Regions from separate parts of the Mus musculus genome. Here region 2 is linked to region 1. The links are chromatin contacts, called in public Hi-C maps. All regions are on one chromosome and are shown on one strand. The core of a region is the stretch at or near the end of the contact, and the rest is flanking DNA. Distances in the headings are between cores, read along the strand shown. Region 1 holds the start of Prss32 (protease, serine 32). Region 2 holds the start of Dnase1l2 (deoxyribonuclease 1-like 2).

The links. Hi-C and Micro-C count contacts between places; a contact is called where the count stands out from the background.
Region 2: a Hi-C map of embryonic stem cells shows a contact between it and region 1, with 2.2 times the contacts expected there. The contact joins the promoter of Dnase1l2 here to the promoter of Prss32 in region 1. A contact is called at or near these places in 1 of 39 promoter capture datasets (cranial neural crest) and 1 of 484 Hi-C or Micro-C datasets (embryonic stem cells).

What each region holds. Positions count from the first base shown.
Region 1 is chr17:23,852,101-23,856,220 of GRCm38.p6, reverse strand. It overlaps Prss32 (protease, serine 32), which reads right to left and starts at 2,449. Exons shown (of 5, transcript NM_027220.2): 1 at 2,295-2,449; 2 at 1,680-1,842; 3 at 1-250. The coding sequence starts at 2,424.
Region 2 is chr17:24,440,453-24,444,442 of GRCm38.p6, reverse strand. Dnase1l2 (deoxyribonuclease 1-like 2) reads left to right here and starts at 1,342. Exons shown (of 8, transcript NM_025718.3): 1 at 1,342-1,436; 2 at 1,644-1,803; 3 at 1,950-2,038; 4 at 2,127-2,210; 5 at 2,291-2,391; 6 at 2,473-2,585; 7 at 2,696-2,947; 8 at 3,334-3,675. The coding sequence starts at 1,660. The coding sequence ends at 3,387. E4f1 (E4F transcription factor 1) reads left to right here. Exons shown (of 14, transcript NM_001301784.1): 13 at 1-29; 14 at 106-665. The coding sequence ends at 462.

The sequences.
Region 1 (4,120 bases), core at 1,200-3,699:
GACCCAGCACATGGTGCCAGGATCCAGGGGGTCGCCAGGTTTCGGGAGGCAGACTGGAAGCATGTAGTCATTGAAGGAGATGGGTGAAGCCAGCTGCACCAGGGCAATGTCTCCACTGCTGTGCTCGTCCGCTGAATAGCTTGGGTGCTTGATAAACTGGGCCACAGCTCTCAGCTCCTTCGGCTCATTGTCCTCAGGGTAGGAGGAGATGGTACCCAGCAGTACTGTGTAGATAGACAGGGACTGGCCCCTGGGAGAAGGGGGAGGTTGGTGGATGAAAATGAAAGACAGTCTTTATGCAGAGACTCTAATACTGCTACTGGGCTTTTCTGAGAGCTAAGCACACCAAAGCAATGCCAAGCACCGCCTTTAATGACCACCATTAATGATCATTGTAACCCATAAATCTGCCATCACTTCCTCCATTTTTCAGGTGCAGAACAGAGCTAGGAAAGTCAAGTCACCCATCCAAAGGCCCCTGGCTATTGAGCAGTCTATTTGAGACCTTGGATTCTTGGAACCTAGACCGATGGGTCAACGTGTAAGAACGCTTACAGTACAAGCATAAAAACTTCAGTTTGGATCTCCACAACCCAGTGAATAAGCCAGGCCCAGTGGTGTGCAAATCTACAACCCCAGTCTGTCCCTATGGAGAAGCGGGAAGTGAAGACAGGAGAGTTAATAAAAGCTCCTGACCAACTAGCCCGGTAAATACAGCTGTGGACAAAAAGAGAAGCCTGGTCTCAAAAAGCAAGGTGAGGGCTGGAGAGATGGCTCATCAGTTGAGAGCAGTGACTGCTCTTCTAGAGGACCTGAGTTCAATTCCCAACAGCCACAGGTGGCTCACAACCATCTGTAATGAAGCTGGTGCCCTCTTCTGGCCTACAGGCAGAACACTTACACATATTAAAGAGAACACTCTGTACATATACATTTAAAATAAATAAATAAATAAATAAATAAATAAATAAATAAATAAATAAATAAATAAATAAATAATAAAAACCAACAGTAACAATAACAAAAAAGAAAAGTGAAAGATAAGGAGTGACCCCTGAGGGTGTCCTCTGACTGTCACACATGCACTGTGGCATGTCTGTGCCCACATTCAAACACTCATGGCCACATACTTCACATATGCTCACATACATACACAAAGACCTTGGGTTCTCAAGGGCTGATTTAGTAACTGTCCCCCCCCCACCGTGTGTGTCTGCATGTCAGTATGTCAGTGGGTACACAGGTTCCTAGGCGTGTACAGAAAGCATAGGGTAACATCAGATACCCTGCTCTATTACTCTTAGCCTTGAGACGGGGTTTTCCACATAACCTAGAACTGTACTGGAAGTCAGCAGTCCCCAGAGAGCCTCGTGCTCCCACATACACCCCAGGCATAAGCCACACTTGGCTGTTTGCACTAACTTGGGCAGGGGATTCAAACTCAAGTCACCTTGCTTGTGCAGCAAACCCTCTTACCCTCTGAGCCATCCCTTCTATACAAGAGTTGATTTTGAGGAATAACAAGACAGGTAACTGAGATATAAAATGGCATGACCCTGCCTCATCTCCTGCCATAGTAGGCAGGAGCTATGGTTCAAATGGAGAAATGAAGTCATCTGAAAGGAATGTAGGGAAATCCAACAGGCCCCAGCCCACGTGACCCATAGGGAGACACTCACTGGTTGAAGCAATGGGCAGCAGTCAACACCCAGTCCTCAGCAATCAGAGATCCCCCACACACGTGCGCCCCATTCTCCCGCACGCTGACCTGCCAAGGCCACCGGCCCAGCTGGGCATCTTGTCCTGACACGATGCGGCCTGATGTCCTGGGACGTCCACACACTGCAAGGAATCAGTAGGATTGGGTGATACATGGCTATTCTGCCCTTCTCTATACCCTCAAACCTGGCTCGTTTGTCACAGCCCCTGGGAGCTTGACCAGTGTGGGCCAGAGGATGTCTCAGGTACCTGGTGCCTAATAGCACCTGCCTAGTATAAGGCCAGAAGGAGCCAGGATCAAACAGCTCTCTGGGTCTGCCTCCAAACCTATAATTCTGCTGCCTCCTTCCTGTAATCCCAGCACCTGAAGACTGAATCAGGAGGATCAGGAGTTCAAGGTCAGCTTCAACTATGCAGTAAAATGGAGGCCAGCCTGAGCTACAATGAGACCAGGAATCAAAACTAAAAGAAACAGAATAAAACTAAAAACAAAACAAACAAAAAAGCCACCCAAACAACAAAACCTGCATTCTACGTATCTTCCCGAAGCTCCCGTTCCCCATACACCACCTCACCTGAGTCCAAGTCAATGCTCCTCCTGCCTGTCGTGGTAGACGGGCTGTCAGAGTCGGTTGGGAGGACCTCACTCCCCAGAAGAACTCCAGGAAAGAAGGTAAATAGGATGGCAGGCAGAGCCAGCTCCATGGTACACCTGCTGGGGCCAAATACTCCAGGAAGAGGAAGAGGGACTGCAGCTCTGGTGTGGTTTCAGGACTTGCCCTGGGGTGGGGCTCAGCCTCCACACCTGCCCTGCAGCCTTGGGAGAGGCCTCACATGTCCACTGTCCCTGGGCACAGAGACCCTGACTTCCCTACATGCTTCATGCTCTGGGGTCCTCTGGTCCTCCCCTTCCTGATCCAGGAACCGCAGCATCCACGGCCCTCAACTTTCATTGATGCAGAATCATTGTATAGTATGCCTGGCACCCTCGGGAGCCTTCGTGTCCATCGCTGTCCACCAGAGGGCAGCCATGGGCCTAGCTCTAGGCAGAAGGGCATGCCAGCATTGGGCTGGAGGATGAGGCATGTGGACATCCTTTCAGACTCCTGTGGTATTTGTCTTCTCTAGAAACTTCTCTTCTGTTGGCTGCCCTTCACTCAGTCTCTAGGCAACTCCTTTCAAAAAGGATTGTTCCCAGAAAGGCTCACTGGCCTTCAAACACCCAGATGCCCCCACTGAAATGGAAACTGTACACAGTAATTACTTCGCCAGCTGCAGTGTCGCTTTATGCTTCAGTCCCAGACCCCATCTTATCCAATATTAAAGTCTCCACATCCATCTCCATCCTGTGTGCAATGTGTTCACCAATATATTTATAATTTAAAATAAAGAAAACAAGGGCTTAGGCTATAGGTCAGTTGCTAGAGTACCTGCCTGCATGCACAAAGCTCCGCGCTTGATCCCCAGTACCTGCATAAACCAGATGAGCTGGTGTAGCACACACCTGCAGTTCCAGGGCTCAGGAGGTAGAGACAATTGAGTCGAAAGTTCAGAGCTAGGCTACAATACTGAGTTTGAGTTTATGGTGGTTTGAATGAGAATGCCCCCCTCACCTCCCTTAGGCTCATATATTTGAATGCTTGGTCTCCAGTTGGTAGAACTATTTGAGAAGAACTAGGAGGTGTGGCCTTGTTAGAAGAGGTGTGCCACATCCCATGGGGTGGGTGCTGAAGTTGCTTTTTTTTTTAATTGTATATTTTCTTTATTTTTTCTATTTATTTATTTATTTATTTATTTATTTATTCATTTATTTATTTATTTATTTATTTAGATTTTTCGAGACAGGGTTTCTCTGTGTAGCCCTGGCTGTCCTGGAACTCGCTTTGTAGACCAGGCTGGCCTCGAGTGCTGAGATTAAAGGTGTGCGCCACCACGCCCAGCAGGATATTTTCTTTATTTATATTTCAAATGTTATCCCCTTTCCCGGTTCCCCCTACCCAAAACTCCCTATCCCATTCTCCCTTCCCCTGCTTCTATGAGAGTGTTCCTCCACCCACCCACCCACTCCCACCTCCAAGCCCTTGATTCCCCTACACTGGGGCATCTATCAAGCTTTCATAGGACCAAGGACCTCCCCTCCCATTGACTCATGACAAAGCCATCCTCTGCAACATATGCAGCTGGAGCCATGTGTACTCCTTTGTTGATGTCCTAGTCCCTGGGAGTTCTGGGGGACTGGTTGGTTGATATTGTTGTTCTTCCTGTGGGGTTGCAAATCCCTTCAACTCCTTCAGTCCTTTCTCTAACTCCTCTATTGGGGACCCTGCGCTCAGTTCAATGGTTGGCTGTGAGCATCCACTTCTGTATTTGTAAGGCTCTGGCAGGGTATATCTGACAATCA
Region 2 (3,990 bases), core at 93-2,592, 590 kb before region 1:
CCGAGATCATTGAGGGCACGCAGACAGAGGTGAGGGTCTGGGTGAGGGATGGGAGGATCACCGGACTGCTGGGCAGCCCCTCAGGCTGAGCCATGCTCTCTGCAGGTGGACAGTCACATCATGAAGGTGGTCCAGCAGATCGTGCACCAGGCTGGTGCTGGGCACCAGATCATCGTGCAGAATGTCACCATGGACCAGGAGACAGCACTGGGTTCGGAGGCAACTGCTGCAGACACGATCACCATTGCCACTCCTGAGAGTCTTACTGAGCAGGTGGCCATGACACTGGCTTCAGCGATCAGTGAGGGTACTGTGCTCACAGCCCGGGCAGGTCCAAACAGTACTGAACAGGCCACTGTGACAATGGTGTCATCAGAGGACATAGAGATCCTTGAGCACGGAGGAGAGCTGGTCATTGCTTCACCAGAGGGCCAGCTTGAGGTACAGACGGTCATCGTATAGTTTGAGGGCCTCTGCTGTGGAAGATCGAGGACCCTGAGTGTCTGCCCGCACTTGCCTGGTCAGAAGACTTCAGGCAGCCAAAGGAGAGAGAGAGAGAGAGAGAGAGAGAGAGAGAGAGAGAGAGAGAGAGAGAGAACAGGCAGTTTTGGGATTGTTTTTGTTTGTTTGTTTTCTGCTTTACAATAAAACATAAAAAACCTGCAGTTTGTTGTGATTGGGTAGAGGCAGCCTCTGGGGCTGGCACAACTGCCTTCATAGGTACCCTCTGGACACACTTGCCTGCTTAGGCCACCCTCTAGCAACACTCTTGGCTTCTAGCCCTGGTGGCGCCTCAAGGCGCGTGGGTGTCTCTGGCATGTTGACAGACAGCCTCCTACCCTACCTAGCTGGATCTGTGACTCCAGTTTTCCCAGGTCTGCTAGGGTATGAGGTGTTCCTTCTCAGCTTCCAAATCTGGGACTGCCAGGGGCTATGAGGTTGGTCTAGAGACCTAGGAACTTGGGTCAGCCCGAGTAGCTGATGCTTGCTTCTGTGATGGGCCAGTGTTGGAGAAGCAGCAGGAGATGGCAGAGCAGGCTAGGGCTGGGCTTTCTTAATTTCTCAGCCTGCTTCCCTGAGGGGATACAACTCTAGGAAGAAAGAGAAGTTGGCCATGGGCATGGCTGTCCCTTTCGGTATAGTGTTGAGGTGGCTAGGGGTTTTTGCCCTGATTTTCAGTTAATGGAAATGGCTTAGCATATGCTCTGTCCCTTGCCCTCTTGGGTCTCTGGAATGGGAGCCAGTTCTGGAATCCACCCCATGGAAGGGGTGGTTCCCATTGTAGCCCAGCCCCTTCCTGGTCCAGGGCATCAAATACCTGAGTGCTTTAAAATCAGAGCTATTGTGGGTCCAAGACTGCAGTTCATCTTGAGCCATCTTAGGCCCTCAGTCTGGACTGAATCTCACTGACTTGGGATATTTTATTCACAGCCCAGGTAAGTCCAAGGGGCTGGGCTGGGCCAGAGACTGCATGGAAATCGAATCTTTCCAGCCTTGCAATGACATCACTGTCCCCATACACACTGGAGAAACACGGGAGTGTGTCGGGCTGCAGGCCAATCCTGGGTGCCAGATCTAGTTGGTTACAGACATGCTGTGACTTGGTATGGTTTGGTGTTACTCTGGGACATTTCTGTCTCGAGGTTTTCTGCTTTTGTCATGGGTTGGCCCTGGGCCCCGCTGACAGCAGTTTGGGCACTGGGGGTCATGGGAGCCACAGCGCTGCGGATTGGAGCCTTCAATGTTCAGAGCTTTGGAGACAACAAAGTGTCAGATCCAGACTGTGGCAGTGTCATAGCACAGGTGAGGCCAAGTGGGGTGGGGATGGGCTGGGAGCAATGGAGGGTGAGTGAGGGAGGGCTTGGGAAGTGGGGAGCAGATGGGAACCAGGAGCTAGGCTCTGGGCAATTAGGCTGATTGGGACGGTGCATCTGTGGGTTTTCCTCCAGATCCTGGCCGGCTATGATATCGCCCTGGTGCAAGAGGTACGAGACCCAGACCTAAGTGCAGTGTCCTTGCTCATGGAGCAAATTAACAGGTGTGGCAGGGCTGGGCCCCACAACCCCAGCCAAGATCACAAGCTTGGTTCGGTGCCTTGACCCAGGGACTGGCGTCTCTCTCCGCAGAGTGTCCAAGCACGAGTACGGCTTTGTGAGCAGCAAGCCACTCGGACGTGACCAGTACAAGGAAATGTACCTGTTTGTTTACAGGTGAGAGGCGGGTTGCGGGGAGGGGACACATTGGGGCAGAGGTAAGCAGCTCCAGACATCTTGTTCTCTGCTGCTCCCAGGAAAGATGTAGCGTCAGTGGTGAGCACGTACCAGTATCCAGACCCAGAGGACGCTTTCAGCCGGGAGCCTTTTGTGGTCAAATTCTCAGTTCCTAGCTGTGGTGAGTTGATACTGCCCTCTCCCAGACAAGCCTACCTCTTCCAGGCTTCCCTTGACCCTCATATCCCCCCACCTTCCACAGCCACCAAGGAGCTGGTGCTGATCCCCCTCCATGCAGCACCACACCAGGCGGTGGCAGAGATCGACGCGCTCTACGATGTGTACCTTGATGTCATTGACAAGTGGAACACTGATGTAGGCAACACCCCCCCCCCCGCCCCCAACTCACGTCCCAGACCACAAGTGTTCTCAGAGGTCTGGACTACTGAGCACTGCTAAGATGTACTGGCTGTGCTTGCCTACAGGACATGCTGTTTCTGGGTGACTTTAATGCCGATTGCAAGTACGTGAAGGCGCATGACTGGCCATCGATCCGCCTTCGAAGCAGTGAGGTGTTTAAATGGCTCATCCCAGACAGTGCGGACACCACAGTGGGCAACTCAGACTGTGCCTATGACCGGATTGTAGTGAGTGGCGCCCATCTGCGCAGGAGCCTGAAGCCCCACTCAGCCTCAGTTCACAACTTTCAGGAGGAATTTGACCTAGATCAGACCCAGGTGAGTGTGGACAGGGCTCCAGCAGACATACTAGTCAGCCCCCTCAGGAGAGGGCTCACAGAAATGCTCACCTGCTGGGAGTTTACACTGATGCTTGCTCTAGCAAAAGCAATTATCGCCAAGGGTCCTTAGAGTGCCAAGCCCCCAGGAAGGGACTGTTGGCACACTTCTGTTCTCTGCCACATGGAGGCAGTATGAGGCCCAAGAATGGCTACCAAGCCTTCACTGCCTTCTTGGTGGTGGTGGTGGTGGTGGTGGTGGTGGTGGTGGTGTGTGTGTGTGTGTGTGTGTGTGTGTATGTGTGTGTATGTTTGGGGGGAGGGGGCAGCTAGAGAAAACGCTGCCCTGCTGAACCGCTGAGACTCCCCCAACCCCTCTCCTTCCAGGCTCTTGCCATCAGTGACCATTTTCCTGTGGAAGTGACTTTCAAGACTCACTGAGAGCCAAGGCCTCAGGATATGCCACCTGCAGACTATTACCACAAGGACTGGCACCACAGTGAATCATTCAGGTGGCAGGCCACCCACCCACTGAGGACACAGGGTCGGACCAGCTGGTGTGGACAATGGCTGTGAACACATTTACAGGACTCCTTAAAGCTCCCATTTCCTCATCTGCAAGGTGAACTAACATCACCTACCTCATCGGGCTGCTGTGAGGAGAACCGAGCAGCGCCAGGCACATAGCTGCATGCTTAATAAACAAGCCGCTCTTGGCCAGGACTACCCACAGGTTGGATGGGGCCTCTGCTTTCTGAGACCTCTGTACCGAGGCTGCAGAGCCTGGTCTTACTGTCCAGTAGGTCTATTTCCATTGTTGTTGTTCACTTCCCAGCCTGGAGGATGCTGGCTCCTCCACACCATGCCAGCTCCCTATCCTTATTGCCTTTGTGCGAACTTGAAATGCTCGTATGAATCATCACCCAGTCACCCAGTGGCAGCTCAGATGGTAATGTCTTTCTGGACCCTGCTGGATTTGAGAGCAGGCCCTGATCATTCTGCCCCAGGGATCCTAAGGCCTCACGTAGCACTGCCGGCAGCGAT